2 separate regions of the Sus scrofa genome follow, and region 1 is linked to region 2. Evidence: chromatin contacts called from public HiChIP or PLAC-seq data. All regions are on one chromosome and are shown on one strand. The core of a region is the stretch at or near the end of the contact, and the rest is flanking DNA. Distances in the headings are between cores, read along the strand shown.

What was found. HiChIP or PLAC-seq counts read pairs in DNA pulled down with a chosen protein or histone mark.
Region 1: an H3K27ac HiChIP or PLAC-seq map of alveolar macrophages shows a contact between it and region 2. The contact joins two enhancer-like sites. A contact is called at or near these places in 1 of 47 Hi-C or Micro-C datasets (epiblast stem cells) and 1 of 2 datasets of contacts at active chromatin or transcription factors (alveolar macrophages).

Annotation. Positions count from the first base shown.
Region 1 is chr17:49,479,649-49,485,981 of Sscrofa11.1, reverse strand. No RefSeq gene overlaps it. Among named protein-coding and RNA genes, the nearest start is that of NCOA3, 45 kb to the left of the region's middle. Within about 2 kb of position 1,566, at least 28 of the 83 cell types and tissues checked have an H3K27ac peak or open chromatin away from gene starts, as enhancers often do. A contact at or near this core is called in alveolar macrophages, where this site is marked.
Region 2 is chr17:49,303,255-49,309,585 of Sscrofa11.1, reverse strand. All of the region lies in intron 13 of ZMYND8 (protein kinase C-binding protein 1), which reads left to right. Among named protein-coding and RNA genes, the nearest start is that of ZMYND8, 84 kb to the left of the region's middle. Within about 2 kb of position 3,470, at least 21 of the 83 cell types and tissues checked have an H3K27ac peak or open chromatin away from gene starts, as enhancers often do. A contact at or near this core is called in alveolar macrophages, where this site is marked.

The sequences.
Region 1 (6,333 bases), core at 317-2,816, 180 kb before region 2:
GTTTTTCACTTATCACACTGGTAGAATGAAAACATTTTTGATATTACAGTGTGTTGCTTTGAGTGTGTGGGGGGGAATATCACTGTAAATTGAACTTGGGTTTGGATACAGGTAACAGAGACAGGACAAACTGGTGCCTTAGGAGCAATACAAGTTGATTTCTTCTATCATGGAAGAGAAGTCTGCAGGTCAGCTGTCCAGGGCTGGTAGGGTGGGTCCGTTTTCCTAAGGGACCTGGTTTCTGTCTGTCTGCCTGCTTCATCTAGCACATCCTTCTTAAAGTCACAGGACTCGTGGGAGTGCCCATCGTCGTGACTCAGCAAGTTTAAAACCGGAAATAACGTCCATGAGGATTCAGGTTCAATCCCTGGCCTTGCTCAGCAGGTTAAGGATCTGTCATTGCCACAAGCTGTGGCACAAGTAGCAGATGCGGCTCAGATCTGGCATTGCCATGGCTTAGGCTGGCAGCGGCAGCTCTGATATGATCCCTAGCCTGCGAACTTCCATATACCACAGATGTGGCCCTAAAAAGAAAAAAAGGTCATAGGACTCATAATGGTGGCTGAAGCGCCATCTGTCACATCTGCATTCCTGGTGGAAGGAAGCAGGGAGAGAGAGACAAGTACGCCCTTTCGTTTCTGGAATCCCCACTCACTTCTACGTGCATCTCATTGGCTAGAACTTGGTCCTGTGACTATGAAATTGCAGGGTAAGCTGGAAAATTTAACCATTATCCTGGGTGGTAAAATGCTAGACTAAAAATTCGCATTCTGTTAATATGAAGAAACAGAAAAATGGATGTTGGGAAAGTAATTAGGCATTCTCATACATTAGTAGCAGTAGAAATTGATATAACCTTTATATTCTTCCCAATTGCTTTTCAACACATTGCTTCATTCGATTCTCTCCACATTATCAGTTTTTTTTTTTCCCAGATAAGGAAACTGAGGCAACAACAGATGAAATAACTCATCCAGGATTGTATTAATCAGGATTCTTGACAGCAAGTGGCAGAAACCCAAATCACATTGGCTTATGAAAAGAGAATTCAGAGGTTTACTGGATTGCAAAGATTACTGGCTTCAGGTATGGATGGATCCAGAGGGTCAAACAGTGAAATCAGGACTCTCTCATCTCTTTCTATTTCCTTTGTGTTGGCTTCATTTTCATCAGGCTTTCCTCATATGGCGGTCCTCCAAAGCCCACAGCTGATACAACCCTCTGTCCCATCATATCGTGGGAGAAAAAGAGCACTTTTTTTCCAGGATTTCTAGTAACCACCCAGAACTGACCTTCACTGGACTGCCTTGGGCCACATGCCCATCACTGAGCCAATCACCAGGGCAAGAGATGAGCTTTCAAGGGTCCAGGCAGACTTGAGGCACTTACTTATTCCTGGAGGTTGTCAGCCTCACCAGAAACTGAGACCATGTGGGGAGGGGACATTTCCCCTGAGGAACCCTGGAGTGAAGCTTCTAGAAGCAGGAGGAAGAGTTGTAGGTAGACTGAACTACAGACGCTTACAACAGTCATGTGGTGAACTGGGGGGAGGGCCAGGCCAGGAGCAGTTTCCCAGTTCCGAGTCCCCTGTGAACCGCAAGTGCCCCGGCTCTGTCTGTTGCCTAGGAACTCACTTTAAAAATCACAAAATGTAAACAGAGACTAAAGGAGAAGTAATCAGAAGAGAATCACACTCGGAGGGGAGAGACGCAGAAGGCCCCAGGAAAAACGCTCAACTATTGGACTCTATTACCGTATTCACCTTGTCAAAAAGTTTGGAAACCTGATGAATTACATTCCAAAGGACGGAAATAATTTGCAGATGCGATCGAGGAAACGCTGTCAGTTCTCTTGGAGAAAGCACGGAAAGTGGGACCGGCTGGAAGAGTGAACCTGGGCAAACGTACACAGGTTTTAAAGGCTGAATCCCAAACCCTACACACTGATTGGCTGGACTCTGATTCTTCCTCCTTGTCTCTCTCTCCTCCGGCTTCTTCTCTTGCTTTTTTTTTTTTCATTTTTTTGACAGTTTTATTTTGTTTGGTCTTGTTTTTGCTGCACGTGTCGTGTCAAAGTTCCTAGGCCAGGGATCGAACCCGCCCCACAGCAGCAACCCAAACCACTGAGGTGACCATCCCAGATCCTCAACCCACTGTGCCTTAGACAGGTTTTATTGTGGTTTAATTTACGTGTCATTGAAGTCACCCCTCTTATATGTTCCATTCAGTAATTTTTAGTGATGTCTCAATAGAATGCAGTTTTTTCAGCATCGTTCCTTCACCTACTTCCTTTTTTTCCCCCTTTTTCTGCTGCACACCCGGTATATGGACGTTCCCAGGCCAACGGTCAAATCCCACCTACGCCACAACTACAGTAATGCCAGATCCTTAGCCCACTGCACCAGGCCAGGGATCGAACCCGAGCCTCCACAGAGACAAGACTGAGCCACAGCGGGAACTCCTTTCACCTTCTTCAATTTAATCCCTATTCCCACCCCAGCCCCAGGCAATCACAAATCTTTCTGCCTTTATAGACTTGTCTTTTCTAGGCATTTCTCCTTCTTTTCTTTCTTTCTATTAGCTGTGCCCATGGCATAAGCAAGTTCCCAGGCCAGGAATCGAGCCCACACCACAGCAGTAATGAGAGCCACAGCAGTGACAATGCTAGATCCTGAACCCATTGAGTTACCAGGGAACCTCTTCTTTCTTTCTTTCTTTTTCTTTTTTTTTTTTTTTGTCTTTTTTCCTTTGAGGGCTGCATTCGCAGCATATGGATGACCCCAGGCTAGGGGCTGAATCAGAGCTATAGTTGCCAGCCACAGCCACAGCAACTCGGGATCCAAGCTTTATCTGAAACCTACACCACAACTCGCGGCAATGCCGGATCCTTAACCCACTGAGCGAGGCCAGGGATTGAACCTATGTCCTCATGGACACTAGTCAGATTCATTTCCACTGAGCCATGGTGGGAACCCCCACCTATATTATTTTAAACATCAGTTAGAGCGTGTGCATGTTCTGCATATTTATATTACACTTTGGGTAGCACTGGTTTCCCCTTTCTCTGGGTCGTAGCACCCATATTTTTCCTGTGTAAAGTGCTCTCTCCCCCACCTCTAATTCTTGTAGATTAACTCCAGGAGAAGGAGCTGTGAGTCAAGCAAGGCCAGTAATTGCCTTTTTGCCAAAGCCATAGAAAAGCGTGATATGAGTGTGTATATCTATTGCCACCTGCAACCAAAAGAGTTCTACCTGATACTTTGCTGTTTCAAACCATGCTTTAAATTTGCAAATATATTTGGGGGACAACTTTCTGCATTAGTACATAGACCTTAACCACATTGATTTTAATTGTTATGTAGTCACACTATACACTTGCATCATATCTCATTTAAACAATTTCCATACAGTGCCTGTGGCTAAAAAAAAAAAAATTTCCTCTCACTATTCTCCTTGACTGTGCTCCTCCAGAGCACAGACCAGTGCTCAATCCTCGCCTCAGAGTTTTTCAAACCTCCTGTCTCAATCCAAAGGTTTCACAGTCCATTAGTAGGTTGGGAAATTAATTTTCTGGGCTATGACTGATATTTCATTTATAAACAAACTAGACTAGACTGAAATGAAATCGACAATAATGGAATGAAGTATCAGAATCGGGAGTTCCCTAGCAGTTGGGACTCTGCACTTTCACTGCTGTGGCCCAGGTTCAATCCCTGGTCTGGGCACTGAGAACCCACATCAAGCTGCTGCTGCCGGCAAACAAACAAAACAAAACAAACAAACAGAAAAAACGAATACACTAAATGATGTATTGAAACCAATACTTTCATTTCAGTATATGGATACACTACATGTATACTAGGTCATAATAGAATATTTATATTTTACAATGGATTGGTGTTTAAAAGAGTGAAAAACATAGCCACTGACTGTCCTATTATTACCTAACTTTTTACACAGGTTCATTTTTTTCTCATAAGCCAAGCACTAAACTTTCAGAGTGCGTGTCCTTTTAGACTTGTTTTGTTGGTGGTAAAATGCTCTTCCTACCCTCAAACCAAAAAAAGCTTTGACTCAGTAAAAGGTAAAGGAAATTCTAGGTCGTCTCGGGGTTTTGTTAACAGGGAGCACTGAGGATTTTCGGTAACATAAGGGAAAGGGGGGGGGATAGTTTGAGATTCTGATAATCTCTTCGAGCTGAGCGAACAGGGAGCCCAGACAGGGGTGAAGGTCTTAAGAGGCCCTGGCTTTTCTAACAGTCTCTAAGAAGCAAAAAACCCCAATTTCCTTTTCGAGTGCCTCGTGAGCCATTTAATTTAAAAAAAAAAAAAGAAGGCCTCAAGTGGTGGTCATTCAATATTAAATTAAAACTGTCTATTCCTAAAAGTTTGTCAAAGATTGTTTTTTCCTTTCGTCTAGAACAGAGATCAACAAACTGTTTATGTCAAGGGCCAGATAGGGAGTTCTCTTGCAGCCCAGTGGGTTAAGGACCCTGCGCTGTCATTGCAGAGGCCAGGGTCACTGCTGTGGCGTGGGTTTTTTGCTCCCTGGCCCAGGCACTTCCACATGTTGTGGGCGTAGCCAAAAAAAAAAAAAAAAAGGGCCAGATAATAAATATTTTAAGCCTCTTCCTCAATGACTCAATTCTGCCATTGTAGGCCCAAAACAGCCATAGACGAAACATAAATCAATGAGTGTAGCTTTCTTTTTTTTTTTTTTGGTCTTTTTACAGCCACACCTGTGGTATATGGAAGTTCCCAGGCCAAGAGTTTAATGGGAGCTGCAGCTGAGGCTTACACCACAGCCACGGCAACACCAGATCCGAGCCGAATCTGGGAGCTTCACTGCAGCTTGTGGCGCTGCCAGATCCTCAACCCACTGAGCGAGGCCGGGGATCAAACCTGCATCTTCACAGAGACCATGTCAGGTCTTTAACCCACTGAGCCACAATGGGAACTCCAAACATAGCTGACTTTGAATTCACATTATTTGTACATATTGAAACTTGAATTTTATATCATTTTCATGTGTCAAAAAATTATTCTTCTTTTGATTTTTTTTTCAACCATTTAAAAATAAAAACCAGAGTTCCCATCATGGCACAGCAGAAATAAATCCGACTAGGAACCATGAGGTTGCGGGTTCAATTCCTGGCCTTGCTCAGTGGGTTAAGGATCTGGCATTGCCCTGAGCTGTGGTGTAGGTCACAGACGGGGCTCGGATCTCAAGTTGCTGTGGCTGTGGTGTAGGCTGGCAGCAACAGCTCCGATTAGACCCCTAGCCTGGGAACCTCCATATGCCACAGGTGAGGCCCTAAAAAGACAAAAGACAAAAAATAACTAAGTAAAAATAAAATAAAAAACTATTCTCATTTCAACCATTTAAAAACAAAAACCATTTTTAAAAGACATTCTCGGAGATCCCATCGTGGTGCAGAGGAAATGCATCTGACTAGGAACCATGAGGTTACAGGTTCAATCCCTGGCCTAGCTCAGTAGGTTAAGGATCCAGCATTGCCATGTAGGTTGCAGACGGGGCTCGGATCTGGCATTGCTATGGCTGTGGTTTAGGCCGGCCGCTGTAGCTCCGATTAGACTCCTAGTCTGGGAACCTCCATATGCAGCAGGTGTGGCCTTAAAAAAATAAGCAAAAATAATAGTAATAATAAATAATAAGAAAGACATTCTCCAAATATCTTTGTGGTAGTGAACAAAATTTGCTCATTTTTTAAATTTAAGATTTTTACTTTGTTTCCCAAATAGGTACTTTACCATGGTTCAGAATTCAAAAAGCTACAAAGAAAACTATCCTCCCCACCCCATCCTTGAGCCCCCCAAGTCCCTGTTCCAGAAACAAGCACTGGCGTCCACTTTCTTATGGATCCGTATACAGACTCTCCGTGAATATACCAAAAACTTGTTTTTATGCAGGTATATTTTTCCTTGAAAATCCACATTGTTCTGAACTTGGCTTTCTTCACTTACCCTTGGGAGTGATTGTATAGCAAGATATAGAACGCTGTCTCAATTTTCAGCTACTTTTTTTTTCCTTTTTCAGCTTTCTGCAGGTCAGAGGCTGGCAAACTAAGGCCCTTGGGCCAAATCTGGCCATCGCCTTTTTTTTTTCTAAATCAAGTTTTATTGGGAGTTCCTGTCATGGCTCAGTGGTTAATGAACCCAACTAGCATCCATGAGGACGCAGGTTCGATCCCTGGCCTTGCTCAGTGGGTAAGGATCCAGCATCGCCGTGAGCTATGGCGTAGGTTGCAGATGTGGCTCAGATCCTGCGTTGCTGTGGCTGTGGTGTAGGCCGGCGGCTGCAGCTCCAATTTGAT
Region 2 (6,331 bases), core at 2,221-4,720:
TATTAACCCTGCAATTTAGCGTCATCCTGAGCTAACTAAAAATATAAGTTTGGGGTGTTTAAATCGCTGCCTGTGTTTTTTCCTAATATCCGTGAAATTAATACATGCCTGTAAAATAAAACATGTTGGTTTGTGACCCACTGTTGGTATTCCACAGCTTTATGGGAAGACAAGAACGTGTGGCATGTGGTTTTTAACTAAGCGTCTTTCTTACCCCGAGAGGTGCTGAGGGTGAAATGACATCAGAATTTCTGACAAATATTCCTCATTATTTGGGTGACTTTTGTGGCGGTAAGTTAGCAGGTGCCCATTTCAGAGTTTAAAATACAGCTGACTTGCTTATATGTGCTTGGGTTCTTTTATTGAGCATGAGGTAGGCAGCCAGTGAATAGTGTAGGAAGTTTATTCAAAACTGTTGTAGTCTTAAAAATTGAACAGATTGTGCCCCTTTCCTGTAAGGAGCCAGAGAGTAAATAGTTTAGGCTCTGCGGGTCTCCTCACAACGATACAGCTGTTCAGCACCGTGGTTGTGTACTGAACACACATGAAAATGTGGAACATGAAAACGTGAAGCATGGCTTTTCCTAAAACAGCCATAGGCATGTGGCTGTGGCACGGAAACTTGAATTTCAAATGATTTGTATATCTCATGAACTATTATTAATCCTTTTTTTCCCTTCAATCATTTAAAAGTGATAGATACCCTTCTTAGCTGGCAGGCCACACAGGAACAGGTAGCATGCCAGATTCTGGCCCGCGGGTAGGTTTGCCAATTTCTATTATAGACTGAGAGAAACTCTGAGTCAGTCTCCCCATTTTACAGAAGGTAAGTTGAGGTCCCTGTTGAGAGTATATGGGGTGCTGGAGTTCCCAGAGCCAGACCCTGGCTTTCTTTGGGTTGCACGCCACTGCCCTCTGCTGTTGATGGTGATAATAGCCTTTGGGTTAAGGAGAAGTGGGACATTTCATGAAGTAACCCTCAACAATCAGAGAGTGAAACAAACCTATGGTTTATCCACAGTTGTTTAAAAAAAAAAAAAAAAGGGAAAGAAAGAAAGAAAAAAGATTGTCAGAGGACTGAAAAGCTTTATTAGTTTCACCAGCGAAAATTTTGTAGGCAGCCATATAAAATTACACATTGAAATAAGTTATTAGATAAAATTTTTATGAGATTTAAGAAACCCTCCTTTTGCTTGGGGGATTGAGGAGCTCAGAGCCATGTGTCTATAATCCTTAGGGCTGGATTTAGCTTTCTGAGAAACACTTTGCCCAGGCAGGAGCCTTTCTCTCCTAGTGTCCTGGACTCTTGTCGTCTTAAGGGTCAGAGTGGTTTATATTCTCAGTGATTTGTCTGCTTCCCTCTTTTTCTGGACCTCCTGGCCAGAATTGATGCCTTTGCCAATATTTGCTTGCGGGGTCCCGATTTAAGTCATTAATATGTATTAGGGTAAGAGTCCTGGGGCCTGACTTCCACCACTCTCTGAGCTAATAGTGGTCCTTTGGTCTTAGAGCTCCATGTGGGTTGCTTTCGTGAGAAGGGAAAACATTTTCATGTACTCTTTTTTTCCTCCTGTGAAATCAGTACATATTTGTTGTAAAACAGTTGTTATAAAAACTGAAGTCCCATATTTTCCCACCTCCCACAGTCCACCCTTAGATGTTGTTTCCTGGACTTTTTCTGGGTTGGCTTATACATCATGCTGCCAAGTTAAAAGGGGATCAGGCGGTTCCAGAACTGAGCGAGGTTTGGAAGGGATAGGATTGGGGTGAACTAAAGCAGAAATCCACTCCTCCTCGTGACCTTTTACCTATACACTAGGGGCCGTTTCTTCCTGCTGGTTCCAGCCGAGTGGAAGTGTGGGCTCAGGGTTGCCAGATTTCTTGTTGTTTTACACATTGGCTCAAATTAAAAAAAAATAACTATTGACTGCATCCCCTGCATCTGTCAACCACTTGGTTCATTGGTCACCTGTTTGGCGTAGACGGTTAAGGGTTTTCTTTTTACTTTTTAAAAAATTTTTTGGCTGCACCTGCTGTGATGGAAATTCTCAGGCTAGAAATTGAACCTGAGGCATAGCAGTGACTCTAAATGATGCAGTGACAATGCCAGCACAAGAGAACTCCAGGGTTTTCTTTTTTAACTTAACCTTATGTTCTGAATACATTTTTTGTTTTCCTTTTTGTCTCTGTCTTTTGCTTTTTTTGGGGGGGGGACACCTGTGGCATATGGAGGTTCCCAGGCTAGGGTCAAATCAGAGCTGTAAGCTGCCGGCCGAGGCCACAGCCATAGCAACTCAGGATCTGATCCTCGTCTGTGACCTACACCACAGCTCATGGCAATGAAGGATCCTTAATCCACTGAGCGAGGCTGGGGATGGAACCTGCGTCCTTAGGGACACTAGTCAGATTCATTTCTGCTGTGCCTTGACGGGAACTCCCTGAATACGTTTCTATGTTTGTACGTAACCATTGGGAGCAGCATTTCTGTCCTGTCCTGTCCCATCCAGCAACCCTGCACTCTTCTGTTTTATTTCTTTATGGCCACACCCAGGGCATGTGGAAGTTCCCGGCCAAGGACTGAATCCAAGCCATAGCTGTGACCTAAACCACAGATGCAGCACTGCCACACCCCCAACCCACTGCGCTGTGCTGGGGATTGAATCAGTGCTGCCACTGAGATAAGGCCGGATGTGCTATAGCAGGAACTGGTTTTTTTTTTTTTTTTTTTTTGTTTTGCTTTTGCTTTTTAGGGCCACACCTGCAGAATATGGAGGTTCCCAGGCTAGGGGTCAAATTGGAGCTACAACTGCCGGCCTACACCACAGCCACATCTGTGACCTTCCCACAGCTCACGGCAATACCAGATCCTTAACCCACTGAGCAAGGCCAAGGATTGAAGCTACACCCTCAGAGTTCCTAGTTGAATTCGTTTCTTTCTTTCTTTTTTTTTTGTCTTTTGCCATTTCTTGGGCCGCTCCTGCGGCATATGGAAGTTGCCAGGCTAGGGGTTGAATCAGAGCTGTAGCTGCCAGTCTACACCACAGCCACAGCAACACGGGATCTGAGCCGCGTCTGCAACCTACACCACAGCTCACGGCAACGCCGGATCCTTAACCCACTGAGCAAGGCCAGGGATTGAACCCGCAACCTCATGGTTCCTAGTCGATTCGTTAACCACTGAGCCACAATGGAACTCCTCAAATTCATTTCTGTTGTGCCATGATGGGAACTAGAGGAACTCTTTTTTTCTTTTAAGTTTTTATTTTATTTAACTTTTTTAATGAATCCCGTGCTATTCTGTGTAGCTCATCTGTGCATGCCACCAAGACTTGTGCAAGATGCTGCCAGCCCTTTGAACATATAAGTTGCTTCCACGGTTGTGTAAGTAGAGGAACTAGCATGAATCATTAACTCCACCACCGCTCCCCCGCTCAGAGTGCTGGGGTGTGTGGGAGGGAGGGGGCATTTTTTTCCAATTTGATTCTATGACTCATGTTTCATGTAGTCAGAAGGGCACTTAGCACAGGCTGGGATTCTGTACGTGTAGATAATAGATGACGTGTTTGAGCCCACACTCGTGAATTGTACATCAAAGTCTAAAATCTGATTAAATTATTTGTGACTTCAAAGGCAATTAGTTCTTCCTTTGGGCAAGATTTATGGCTTTATAATAGGATTGGCATCCCTTTCAAAGCGTAATTGGAACGAGCATTTCCCAATGTCTTTTTGCTTTTGAAAGTGTCTAGAGTGATTTAAAACAGGGTTTCCCAACCTCAGCACTAGTGATGTTTTGGGCCGGATGATGATTCTCTGTTGGGGAGATTGTCCTGTGCCCAGTAGGGTGTTCAGCAGCATCGGTGGCCTCCATTCACTCAGTGCAGGGAGCCACCCCCCTGCCCACAATTATCACAGCTGAAAACATCTCTGGTTATTGCCACGTGTCCTGGGTGGGGGACATGGTCACCCCTCTAGTCCTTATTGAGAACCACTGCTTTAATATACATGCTTTTGAATTTCAGCCGTGATAAAACTCATTGCTTAACTTTCTGCCTGGAGCTCCTCAATATGTACCTTTAATTTAGCATCACTTTCCCCTGAAAATAAAAAATTCCTTTCAAATTTTAATATAGAATAAATAAGCCATAATTCCAACTCAAAGAGATGATAACTGCTAAGAATTGAGTGTTCCTGGAGTTCCTGTTGTGGCTCAGTGGAAATGAAAGACTAGTATCCATGAGGACGCAGTTCGATCACTGGCCTCTATCAGTGGGTTAAGGATGTGGCGTTGGCCTTGAGCTGTAGTGTAGGTCACAGATGCGGCTCCGATCCCACGTTGCTGTGGCTGTGGTGTAGGGCTGTGGTGTAGGCCTGTGGCTGCAGCTCTGATTCGATCCTAGCCTGGGAATCTCCATGTGCCGTGAGTGTAGTCCCTCGCCCCCCCCAAACGAATTCTGTGTTCTTTTAGATTTTTTTTTTTAATTTTTAATTAATTTTTTTTTTTGGCCATGCCCACGGCATGTGGAAGTTCCTGAGCCAGGACTCAGATCCATGCCACAGCAGTGACCAGAACCACACACAGCAGTGACAACACCAGATCCTTAACCCACTAGGCCCCCAGGGAACGCCTGTTTAGATGTTTTCATGTATATAATCACAATGATGGTGCCAGTAATAAGAGTTTGTTTTTTGGTGGTGGTGGAATGGGATTATATGGAACTTTTTGCTGCACCACAGCCATGCCAGATCTGAGCTGCATCTGCAACCTGCACCACAGCTCATGGCAACACTGGATCCTTAACCCACTGAGCCAGGCCAGGGATCGAACTCTCAACCTCATGGATACTAGTGGGATTCATTACCACTGAGCCACAACCCGAGCTCCCTATACACTTTAATTTTGGGTAATATCATTATCACCTATTGCTCTCCTAAATAGTTTTCCGAGTGCCCATGAGTGTTCCTCTTTCCCTCTGAACCCTTGCTAGGTGTTATTATTGTTATTTTTTTTGTCTTTTTGCCATTTTTTTGGACCGCTCCCATGGCATATGGAGGTTCCCGGGCTGGGGGTTGAATTGGAGCTGTAGCTGCTGACCTACACCAGCGCCACAGCAACGCAGGATCCGAGCTGCATGTGCAACCTACACCACAGCTCACGGCAACGTCGGATCCTTAACCCACCGAGCAAGGCCAGGGATCGAACCCGCAACCTCATGGTTCCTAGTTGGATTCGTTAACCACTGTACCACGACCGGAACTCCTAGGTGTTATTTTGAAGCAGGTGTACCACGCAGGTGGAGAGGATGGAGCGCGGACAGCTGTCTGTGTCCATCTTCCTGACCTGCATTACTACTTATTTACGACGAGCCCAGGGTTCTCGTCAGGCATGCGTCTGACCCGCGGGTACTTTTCTGGGCAGCGCTGCTTCTCCTCTCTTCTGTGGATGCTCCGTCACCCCAGCCGCCTTGGTTTCCGTAGCTGCTGCATATCGAGCAGATGGTTTCAAGTGGCTTCTTTGGATGAAGAGGTTTTTCTTTGGTTGTCCTTAGTGTCGTCTTCATTGCTTTTCGCGACCACAGTAGCCAAAAGCGAAGTGGAGACCTCACTCCTCAGTCACCTCCGTGCCCGCTCGTGCTGTCAGCGTCTTGGGTGCCTGAGCACCGCACAGGCCGGCGGGGAGCCTGCTGTCCTGGAGCCCCCGTTCTCATGGCCAAAAAGAGGCAGTAAACGCAAGGGCCCCGGGGCCACCTTACATGGGGCCAGCAGGGGAGGGCTCCCGGGAGGTGGTGTTTGAGCTGCCCCGGAACAGCGAGGACTGCCAGCCGTGTGATCTGGGTGGGAGTGTGTCGGGGGGTCCTTGGAGATCCCAAGTGTAAAGCTTGAGGTGGGCCCAGGTTCGATCTTGGAGGGGCCAAGCCCAAGGGGCTCCTAGGCTGGCGATTCAGAACGAGGCCAGGAAGGTTGGAAGTGCCTTTGGGCTTTGTTCTGGGGGAGCGGGCACCCTGCATGGTCTTGGATGGAGGAGCGACGTGTTCCTTCCCTGTTGAAGGTGCCCTGCGGCTGCCGGGTGGCGGCGCCCCGGGAGAGGGTGGTATGGCGCCCCGTGGGAGCCCTCACAGGGTCTCCGTGAAAAGTGATGGCGAAGGGCAGTGGTTCCCAACCTTTTTCTCATTATCACCCCTGAGGAGCCCTTTTAGGCAGTTTCTTCCTGATTGTCCTGTGCATCTTTTTAGGGCCGCACCTGCGGCCTATGGAGGTTCCCAGGCTGGGGGTCCCATTGGAGCTGCAACTGCCAACCGACCCCACAGCCACCACAACGCCAGATCCTTAACCC